Linked DNA regions of Mus musculus: regions 2 and 3 are each linked to region 1. A link is a contact called in public HiChIP or PLAC-seq and promoter capture Hi-C data. All regions are on one chromosome and are shown on one strand. Each heading gives the region's core, a stretch centred on a gene start, on an enhancer-like site or on the middle of the called end of the contact. The rest is flanking DNA. Distances are from core to core; before and after follow the strand shown.

What was found. Promoter capture Hi-C pulls out the DNA fragments that hold promoters and counts their contacts. HiChIP or PLAC-seq counts read pairs in DNA pulled down with a chosen protein or histone mark.
Region 2: a promoter capture Hi-C map of pre-B cells shows a contact between it and region 1. The contact joins the promoter of Fhdc1 here to the promoter of Tlr2 in region 1. A contact is called at or near these places in 3 of 39 promoter capture datasets (cranial neural crest, pre-B cells and stem cell-derived epiblast-like cells) and 1 of 115 datasets of contacts at active chromatin or transcription factors (embryonic forebrain).
Region 3: an H3K4me3 HiChIP or PLAC-seq map of embryonic limb bud shows a contact between it and region 1, with 9 times the contacts expected there. The contact joins the enhancer-like site here to the promoter of Tlr2 in region 1. A contact is called at or near these places in 3 of 39 promoter capture datasets (the 3T3-L1 cell line, embryonic stem cells and hippocampal neurons), 4 of 484 Hi-C or Micro-C datasets (B cells, the C2C12 cell line and uterus) and 5 of 115 datasets of contacts at active chromatin or transcription factors (astrocytes, embryonic forebrain, embryonic limb bud and 2 more).

The regions. Positions count from the first base shown.
Region 1 is chr3:83,840,188-83,843,314 of GRCm38.p6, forward strand. Tlr2 (toll-like receptor 2) reads right to left here and starts at 1,421. Exons shown (of 3, transcript NM_011905.3): 1 at 1,333-1,421; 2 at 702-949.
Region 2 is chr3:84,477,816-84,480,942 of GRCm38.p6, forward strand. Fhdc1 (FH2 domain containing 1) reads right to left here and starts at 1,676. Exons shown (of 12, transcript NM_001205355.1): 1 at 1,534-1,676.
Region 3 is chr3:83,285,500-83,288,626 of GRCm38.p6, forward strand. All of the region lies in intron 10 of Dchs2 (dachsous cadherin related 2), which reads left to right. Among named protein-coding and RNA genes, the nearest start is that of Gm10710, 160 kb to the left of the region's middle. Within about 2 kb of position 1,607, at least 58 of the 459 cell types and tissues checked have an H3K27ac peak or open chromatin away from gene starts, as enhancers often do. A contact at or near this core is called in the C2C12 cell line and embryonic limb bud, where this site is marked.

The DNA of each region.
Region 1 (3,127 bases), core at 171-2,670:
TTGTAGGTTGTAGATGTTAATTCTTTCCTGACGCTACTAACTTGATCATTTAAGTGAAGTACCTTCTATTCAATATAATTAATATGTGGAGGCTTCCAATCGTTGCATTATGAACGTTCTGAATTGTTTCCCTATGTTAAGTGTTCTCCCTTAAGCTTCACTTCTTTAAATGGGAGGGTGATTTTTCATTGGGCACTTATCCCGTTAAATGTTAACTTATAAATTTAGAACAAACAAACAAACAAAAACTTGGTAGCTTAGAAACTTCCAAAACATACTGTCAATGCCTGGCAGTTTTTGTATTCACTAATTAAAGGTTTAAGGTGCAAGTGTTCTTTGCTTAGAACAGAAAAACAAAACAAAACAAAACAAAAACAAAACAAACAAAAAAACAAAAAAACAACAAAAAACTTCGAGTGTAGTGAAATAAGATATTTTCCAGTACTCATAATATTTCCCTTTTGGGGAGGAAAAGGGTCTCTCCGTCTGAGTCCAGCCACCTTACCTACCATTTGCTCTTTGCTGAAGAACTTTCTGTCAGATCAAAAGCCTCCAGGCAATCTGAGCGTTTTACACCCGAAATAATATTTCTCCTTTTTGAAACTAGAAAAGCCTTTTCCTGACATCTAAGATGTAAACACAAGGTTCTCGTTTATAGGACTGAAGAAGTCATAAGATACTTATTAAAAGACTCCACTCACGCTTTGTCTGAGGTTTCGGTAAGTTGTTTTCTGACCGGTGATGCAATTCGGATGCTCCAGAGATGAACGAAAAGCAGAGAAGTGAAGCCCCTACACTCAGAAACAAGATCCTGGTCAGAAGGAAACAGTCCGCACCTCCTTGAACGACATCTTTTCCACTTCTAGGTCGCAGAGACTGCCGTCCAACCTTCACCATCAGAAACTATGATTGCGGACACATCTCCTGCCAGTGACCGCCTGCCCGGAGCCTGGGGACAAGAGAGGGGTGGACTGGATGTAAGTTGGGACAGCGTCACCGTTCACCCTAGCTTCCCAGGGTTCAGAGACACTACAGACACTCCCTTCTGTGACCCCAGGGCCAGAAAGGCTGTAAAGACGCAGATCACACAGCCGCGGGCTCTGGGACAGTGGCTGCAGCTCTCCGGTGGCCCCCTCTTCCCTGGGTGTCCCTCTTCCTGCAGGGATCACAGCAGGAAACAAACATCTGGCCCCAAAGCTGATCCGCCCGGCTGGGGGCGCAGGTGCTTCACTTTGGAAACCAGGTCCCCGCACAGCACAGCGGCCGCCCCGGTCGATTCGACCCTGTCCGGGGAGGGGTGCAGCAACCCGGCAGCAGGACCGATCCACCTACCTAGGAGTCCTCCAGCCGCCGCTCCCCGTGCCCACTAGCCATCTGGGCACCAGCCTAGGAAGACTGAAGACCTGGAAGTGAGGGAAGGGGATGTCCCCAGGTCAGGGCCCCGAACTTCCCGGTCGCCAGCACCGCCCCCGGTGCGGCAAGCGCCGCCCACAGGGGTCTGCAAGGGGAACGGAGCCTGGCATCAGAGCTGGCAGGAGCCACAGGGCAGGCAAAACAGAACTGAAAGTCCAGAGGCTCCGTGTGGGAATTCCCCAGGTGTCCTAAAGAGAAAGCTGCCTCCCAGCTCGCCTTTTGGCTGAGTTGAGCTGCTGCAAGGATTCTGGAAGGAAGAGGATATTCTGAAGAGACGCACTCTCTTTGGTTATTGGAATGCTCCAGCTAGGAAACGTTAAAAAATTACAGCCCTGTGCCAGTCACAGGGAGTTTTTATCAGTTCACCATGAGGAAAACACTGGAGGCCTGGACAATGATGGCTGAATGACTCGGGGGGATAGCACACCTTGACCAAAACTGCCTACTTATGGATTCTTTCTGTATTATCTAAATCTAAACCTGTGGTGACAGGATGCTGAACTTAGGATGGGGGCGTCGTACACCCTCATTATTTAGTTGTCTTCCTGATGTGGCTACACTGAATAGCTACTTTTCTGCTGTCTACTGATAATCATTTAAATACCCTATCGAGGCCCAAAAGGATAGGCTAGACAGCCAGGGCTGCCAAGACCCAGGTCCTAACTCTAACTACTCTAATCTCAGAATCTCACTTCTCCCTCAAACACATCTTTTGAACTCTTTTGCTATCTCTCCATCCTCAGAGGTTGCAACTTGGGCTCAGGAATATTTTCTCTTTCTCCTCCTTTTCAACACTTTGTCCCCCTGCCCTTATGTCTCTGGGATCCATTTCTGCTCAGCATCTGATAACAGAGTCTACCAGCCTCCATGCAGACCTGAATGGCAGCATTGTGCTTGGGATATGAATGGATAAGGATGGCACAGATATGTTTCTCTTTCCTTGGCCCCCAGAACAGCCCCCCTTCTAAGCATGGGGAAGATTCGGGGCCCCCACTTCTATCTATGGCTTTGAAGCTAAGTACTTCCCTTTCTCTATCCCATAGCTGCATCGCAGAGTGATTCTGAAAACAGCGTAGATTGGTTTGCTTCATGGTGGAGATGTGGCTCCATATTCCAGTTGTAAGGGGAAACCCCCTACTTTAAAACAAGTTAATCACCTGCCTCGGGTGCCTGTGATCCCATTTGACCTCGGCAAGGCGAGATTGGATGCAGAGCAAGCAACCTTACCCCCATTTTCACAAGAAAATGTCCTGTGAATCAGAAATAGCAGCTGAGATTTGAAGTCAGAATTTTTCCCTTAAACCCAGGGGGTCTCTTCCCCTCAGCTCCACATCCCTTGTCCTTATAGGTTGTCAACCTTCCTAACCCTGCAACCCTTCAGTACGGTTCCTCATGTTGTGATGACTCCCAACCATAAAATTATTTTTGTTGGTACTTTATAATTGTAATTTTCCTACTGTTAAGAATAGTAATGAAAATATATATGCAACCACCATGGGGTCTCAACCCACGGGTTGAGAACCACTGCCCTATAGAGAAGTTCTCTCTCTCTCTCTCTCTCTCTCTCTCTCTCTCTCTCTCTCTCTCTCTCTGAAAGCTACATTCCTTAAACCTGCTGAAACCAACCGAAAACAAGAGAGAAGCAAATTTCCTCCCATACACATGTCCCTGGCAGCCATGCAAGGCAAGGAGACTCAAAGAAGGGCCAGTGTGT
Region 2 (3,127 bases), core at 426-2,925, 640 kb after region 1:
GTCACTTTAAGGAGTTAAAGGAACAAAGGGGGATGTAGCTTTCTGTCCCTGGTCCCTTTCTCTGGCAACCCCCTCCCATAATTGTTAAAGATCCTAGCTCTACCTAGAGAGTTGGCTCACCAGCAAGAGCTTTTGTTCCTGTTGCATCCTTACTACTAACACTAGGCAGGGTTACCAACGTTAAAGAGGTGGTAAGAAAAGAAGGGCACAGATGGCATCCCATCTCTTTACAGTCACACGTGGTATTAAAGTTGAGGACTCGGAAAAAAAAATAATTCTACCATACTTTCCATAATAGAGATGACTCCACACAATCTCAAAGACACCGAGAGAAATGCAGGTGATGCAAACACCCCGACACATGACATGGTCCCCTGCCTCTCACAGTTGGCAGTTGGCAGCAGAGACAATGGAATCAGCCCCGATTCTGTCTGGGAACCTTCAACTATCCCATCAATCTCCCTAAGACAAACACAGGCAGGCTTGTATTTAACGTCTCCCCTACAGCGAGGAGGCCGTTAAATGCAGAGCTGTCACCAATAGGCTTTCTGATGACAGAACCCATCTTCAAGTCTGCTGAGTGATAACCACCACCGGTCATCAGAGGTGGGGTTACTGTCCCTCCCGCTGGGGATGCTGCTCTGCTGCTCAGCTCAGCATCTTTTAACTCCAATTTCAGTGAGGGATGCTATGATCAAGAACTTAACCTTCAGCGTATGATCAGCCAGCACACAGGGTTAGAATAAGACCATTCCTAAGGGTTCCTGGAAGAGCTGTGTGGCCCCTAGCTCTAACCAGAGCTTTCTCAAAGGAGGGTCTGCACGCTCTGTTCAACAGTAATAAAAAGTGACACAGAGCCAGATGGCTTTCCTCTTGCCTCTTGACATGTGTCACAGATGAGCCTGAGCTGGGAGTGCAGCCCGTCCACCTGAGGAACTGAGGAAGAGGCTAAGCTACATACACAGTATTCTTAGTTGGGAAAAGAGAGAGAGGGCTGGGGGAAGTTCCCGCCTTTCGTTAATACTATTCTCTTCTCTCTACTCACTCCTTAAGGAACATCTCTCCACCTCGACCTGTCTTTTCAAACCCTTTCTTGATCAAGAAATACAGTCAGTTTGCGAGCAGCAGTCTTACCTGGCCCTTCAGCCGGCCTAGAGTACCCACGACGGCAGGTTTAATCTGTCACGTCACATAAACAAACATTCACAGCTGCCTGTTTCTGATAGCACATTTCCAGTCTCTTCTCCCCTAGTTCCCAAACCAGGAAGAATAGGCCCAGGAGAGCCGAAGGATGCTCTCGGAGAGACAGAAGCTCCAGGAAGACAACGGGGACTAAAGAGGGTGCTCGCAGGGTGTCCAACTCAAAGTAGAATTTCTTTAAACACTAGCTCCAGGTCTTTATGAAACTCGCCCGGAACAGGGGAGGGAGGGAGCACCCAGAAAGATTTCTTTCCAGTCAGGATGGACGAAGTCCCAAGTCTTGCCCACTACCTCTTTCGGTCTCTAGCCCCTCGCTTTGGCGAATCCACTCACCAAAAGGCCCTTGGCTCCGCCGGCTCCCGAGGCGCTTAGCCCAAGCCCCCCGAGGCTACCAGCGTCCCGCAGCTGCGCAGCCCAGGATCCCGGGACAGCAGACGAGCTTCGAATGGGCGGTCCCCGCACTAGCTCAGAGGCCGCCTTATCTGGGCCGGGAAGGCGCGCGTCCGCGGCGAAGAGACGCCCACACGCGCCACGCAGGATCCCTAGCAGGGACAGTAGGGACAACCCTCCCGGGAAAGGATGGACTCTCAGCTTCCATGAGTGCCCCGCACTCTCCAGTCTCGGACCATCTCAGAGGCCATGGAGGCCAGCCGCGAAACCCCTGGGGCTTCTTCTGTGCCTATCCGACCGGGGGTGGCTCGTCCTGTCCAAGCTTCCCCGCCCAAACCGGGGTCCCAGCTCTCTATGGAGCTCGTGGTTCACGGAACAGTGGCCGCCAGCCGCTTGGACCACCGCTGCGGCGATACCGTGTAGTCCCCAGCGTGGGCTCCTGGGAGAAGGGCTCTCGGCCGCACTGCGGTTTTGCACCGAGAGAGGGGGAATGAACCCGCGACAGAAACGCAAAAAGGAGTCTCTGGGGCTGGGGAACCGTCACGCTCGGGGACCATGGGTGACTGCCAACCCGCCACTCCACAAGCGCCGACGCCACTTCGGAGGTGAACTTCCAGGGAGGTGTGCAGTCATTGGAAGTCTACCCCCACATCACTATAGCAGGAGCGAGTCCTCGCTAAAAGGGACTTCTGTGACCTGCGCGACCCGCATAAGTGCCACGAAAGCTAATCAAACCTCCGAGGTCCCACCCGCGGACAGCGCTACACCGAGCTCAGGGTCCGATGCCGAGCCAGTCGGGCGCATATGCGCCTCGGGGCACAGGGCCTGCGCTCCAGGATCAGGTCCCCGGAATCCGGAACAGAGCTCGCGCTTCACCGCATCCTCCCCGCGCCGCTGCTCAGCCCAGCATCCCGAACCCAGCCTGGCAGCCCGGGCCCTAGCTCCCGTCGTCCCGCACTCACCGCGCCCCCGCTCCCGGCGCCCGCGCAGCCTCCGCCCGCTGTCCCGGCGCCGCCGTCTCTCCGCAGGACTGCAGGCCGGGGACGGTGAGGGGGCAGGGCGGTGCGGAGGGGCGGGGCCGCTGCAGGTAACAATGCTGCCTACCCGGCTGCTCCTCCAGCCGGCCGCAAAGGACAGCACGCCCTTTCCTGCTCTGCTGCTTCCCTCGCTCCCCCTTCAACCCGAACAGCACCGCCACTGAGCTCGCCCTCGCCAGCTCCGGGCTCCCGAGACTCGAAAGCCGCCGCCCAGCACGCTGCTCCTGGCACCTGAAGACCAGCTCGGGGCTGGGCGGGCAACCACAGAGGACGATGGAAATTGCTGCAGGGAAAAGATGAGCCTTGGTGTCCTAATGGAGCGAAGTGGGAGGCGCCACGGTCGCTACTGAGCAGGTCACCGCCTTCCACAAAAGGAACCTCTGCGGCAGTCTCCTGGACACCCTATCCCGCGCACACGCAAGAACACCCCACGCACATTCGTAGGCACGCATGCACCTTTATATCACACACACACATTCACACACCTCCGCTCCACTCCA
Region 3 (3,127 bases), core at 357-2,856, 550 kb before region 1:
TAGTTAATATAAAATAGTACTCATGGGAGAGAGTAGCCTATGAGAGACATAGATAACACAGTAGGAAAATGGCTGCCAGGGAGCCGAGTAACCTGGGTTGGCTTTCTGGAACCCATGATAGAAGATAAATGATTCTGGAGTGTTCTTTTTAGACTTCCACACATGTGCTATACCGCATGTGTACTGTGCATGTACTTACCCATAAACACTAACAGTAAACAAATTAAGAAAAATAATAGCTATGGGGAAACAGAGTTACCACTTACCTCAAATATCAAGTATTTTCAAAGCATACATGAAACGAAAAGCTGTAGCTGGTGCTTGTTTTTGTCTAGCATCTGTTTGTGTTGATCCTTATTATTATCTGGAGTGGCACCTGCCTAATAAACACATAACTTATTGATTTTCACGAGGATGCAGCAAGCAGAGGTACCCACGTGGCCACATTTATCTCAGCACACTGGATGCACTGAGCGTGAGAAGTGTAGTGCTTCTTCATCTCCTCAGTGCTTCTTCATCTCCTCAGTGCTTCTTCATCTCTTCAGTGCTTCTTCATCTCCTCAGTGCTTCTTCACCTCCCCAGTGCTTCTTCATCTCCCCAGTGCTTCTTCATCTCCCCAGTGCTTCTTCATCTCCCCAGTGCTTCTTCATCTCCCCAGTGCTTCTTCATCTCCTCAGTGCTTCTTCATCTCCTCAGTGCTTCTTCATCTCCCCAGTGCTTCTTCATCTCCTCAGTGCTTCTTCATCTCCTCAGTGCAGGACAGGCTCGCTCCAAGGGCTCATGAGCTCACGTCACACAGCCCAAGTTTGAATCTCAGAATTATCTCTCCCTAAAGCTGTGCAACTTGGAAGAAGTTACTAACCAACCTCTCTGTTCTTCTTGTCTGTAAAATGGAGACAATTGTGGTGCTTAATATGTCGTCCTGTTAGAAGTATGAAGGCATGACTGTGTGGAAAGAAAGACTGTATGAATATCTGGCACAGTCAATAGCAATGTCAACTACCATTTTTAGTTTTACAATGAACACAGAATAGAGACACAAAAATCTAAAATGGGCAGTTACGGTGGCAGGGAATTCATGAGTGTCTCCGACTTGCTCTTGAACAGCGCTGAGGCTCTTTGGATGTCTAAGGCACAGTAGATTTAATGACATTCCGTTTTTATTTTAAACTAAATCGTGATAAAATTGACAGCTCGGTGTTTCAGGTTTTGCTATTAACAGCACTTTCTGAGTTTTCCCATCAGAATTATTGCAAACCATCTAATTAACCAGTCTTTAAAACTTACATTTGTAAAATTTGCACTTACGTTTCCACAACCCCGAGAGGGCTCTCAGTGGTGTTTCTCCCATAAATGTTGATCAGAAGAGTAAACGATAGATTTCTTTAGCTTTCAAACTAAGTTCTAAATTGCTCAGCTGCTCTGATCTCTTGGGAAACACCACTGTGCATCGATGAGCCTTTGATGTGAATTTGTCTAACATGTTTAGGGACGCTTTTCAAGGGCTAACGTAATTTTCCCTCTTTGACCAGAGAGGGGCAGTGTGATCAAAGACTTTTCCTCGGACATGGACAGAACAGAGCATGCTCACAGCTGCTCTCGGTCCCTGCTTAGAAGTTAGCGCTTTTCCATCCCTGTTTGCTTTTGGGTGACAGGAACAATGGGGAACACACTCAAGCTGCCCGTTTCACAGTGGTCCTAGTTCAGCAATGTTCTCGTCCATGGTTGCTGCTGTAACCATCAGCAGGAGCCTCCGAAGGATCGCGTAGGCTGAAGACACTGCTGATGAGCAGCTTAGCAGCCTGCAATCTTTTTTTCCCCCTTGGCCACACTTCGTTAATTTTATTGCCTGTACAGGATTCTACTATATACAGGCATTTCTTTTTCTTTTATATTTGAAAAGATGAAAAAAAATTTCTACCCCCCTCTCTGAAAGTATTAACAAGACTGCCATATGCAAATCTGTCTACTTTTTCTTTCTTCCTTCCTTCCTTCCTTCCTTCCTTCCTTCCTTCCTTCCTTCCTTCCTTCCTTCCTTCCTTTCTTTCTTTCTTTCTTTCTCTCTCTCTCGTTCTTTCTTTCTTTCTTTCTTTCTTTCTTTCTTTCTTTCCTTCTTTCTTTCTTTTTCCTTCCTTCCTTCCTTCCTCCCTCCCTCCCTCCCTCCCTCGCCCCCCTCTCTTTTTCTTTTTTCTTTCTTTGCTGTGTAGTTACTTTCTTTTGAGTTGAAACCTTATCATTATAGACATCAAAAATACAACTGAAAATTCAGATGTACAGTTATTACTTTTGCAGCTTTACACTTGTGGATGTTTAAAGTACAACTTAACATCCCCCCCAAACTTCATCTCATCTTACATGTCTTGGAGATGGTTTGGATTACTGAAAGATTTTTGTTTTCTTTTTTTATCAAATTGATAAAAATTTTAAAAATATTTTTGGAGAATTTCATACAAGTACTGTATTTACTGTGTTTTTAATGAAGCCAGATCTGTTAAGCGATTAAGCAGGTGTTTTTGTAAATACATATGAGTGTGTGTGTGTGTGTGTGTGTGTGTGTATTTGAATATATTTCTTCTGGATCTTTTTTCTTTTTGTGTTTTTCCCCTTTCCTTTTCTTTTTCTTCTTTTTGCACTTAGTGGGTTAAAAGAATGGAACAGGATTATGCATGAGAATTAAATGACGTACTTGGGATTTTAACATAACTGGCATCGGGTTGGAATTTATGAATGGTTTACTTTATAGTATGTATTAAAGAAATACTATAGTGTTACTTAATACCAGAGAGCTGAGCATATGTGTTCTGGCATTCTAGAATGCAGATTTTTGAAACGTAACCACTCAGTGCTGTTTGGCATTCGAAGTCCAAAGGGATTTGAATGTTTATATTGTGTGACTCACTCTAAATCTAGCAGGATTTTTTTCTTGTATTAAAAGGAGAAAAAAAAAACAACTACTAGATTTTAACTGAGGTATTAAAATTTTCCCAGTATTTGGTTCCATAACAAGAGCTCCATTGTTAGTGCATAGAGCTGACTGTGGCTGCCTCTGGCTCCCCGGAGGAAGAGGCACCTCGCAGGGCAGATGGCTTTGGGGTTATGGCACTTGCTCAGTAGTGGTGAAATGTG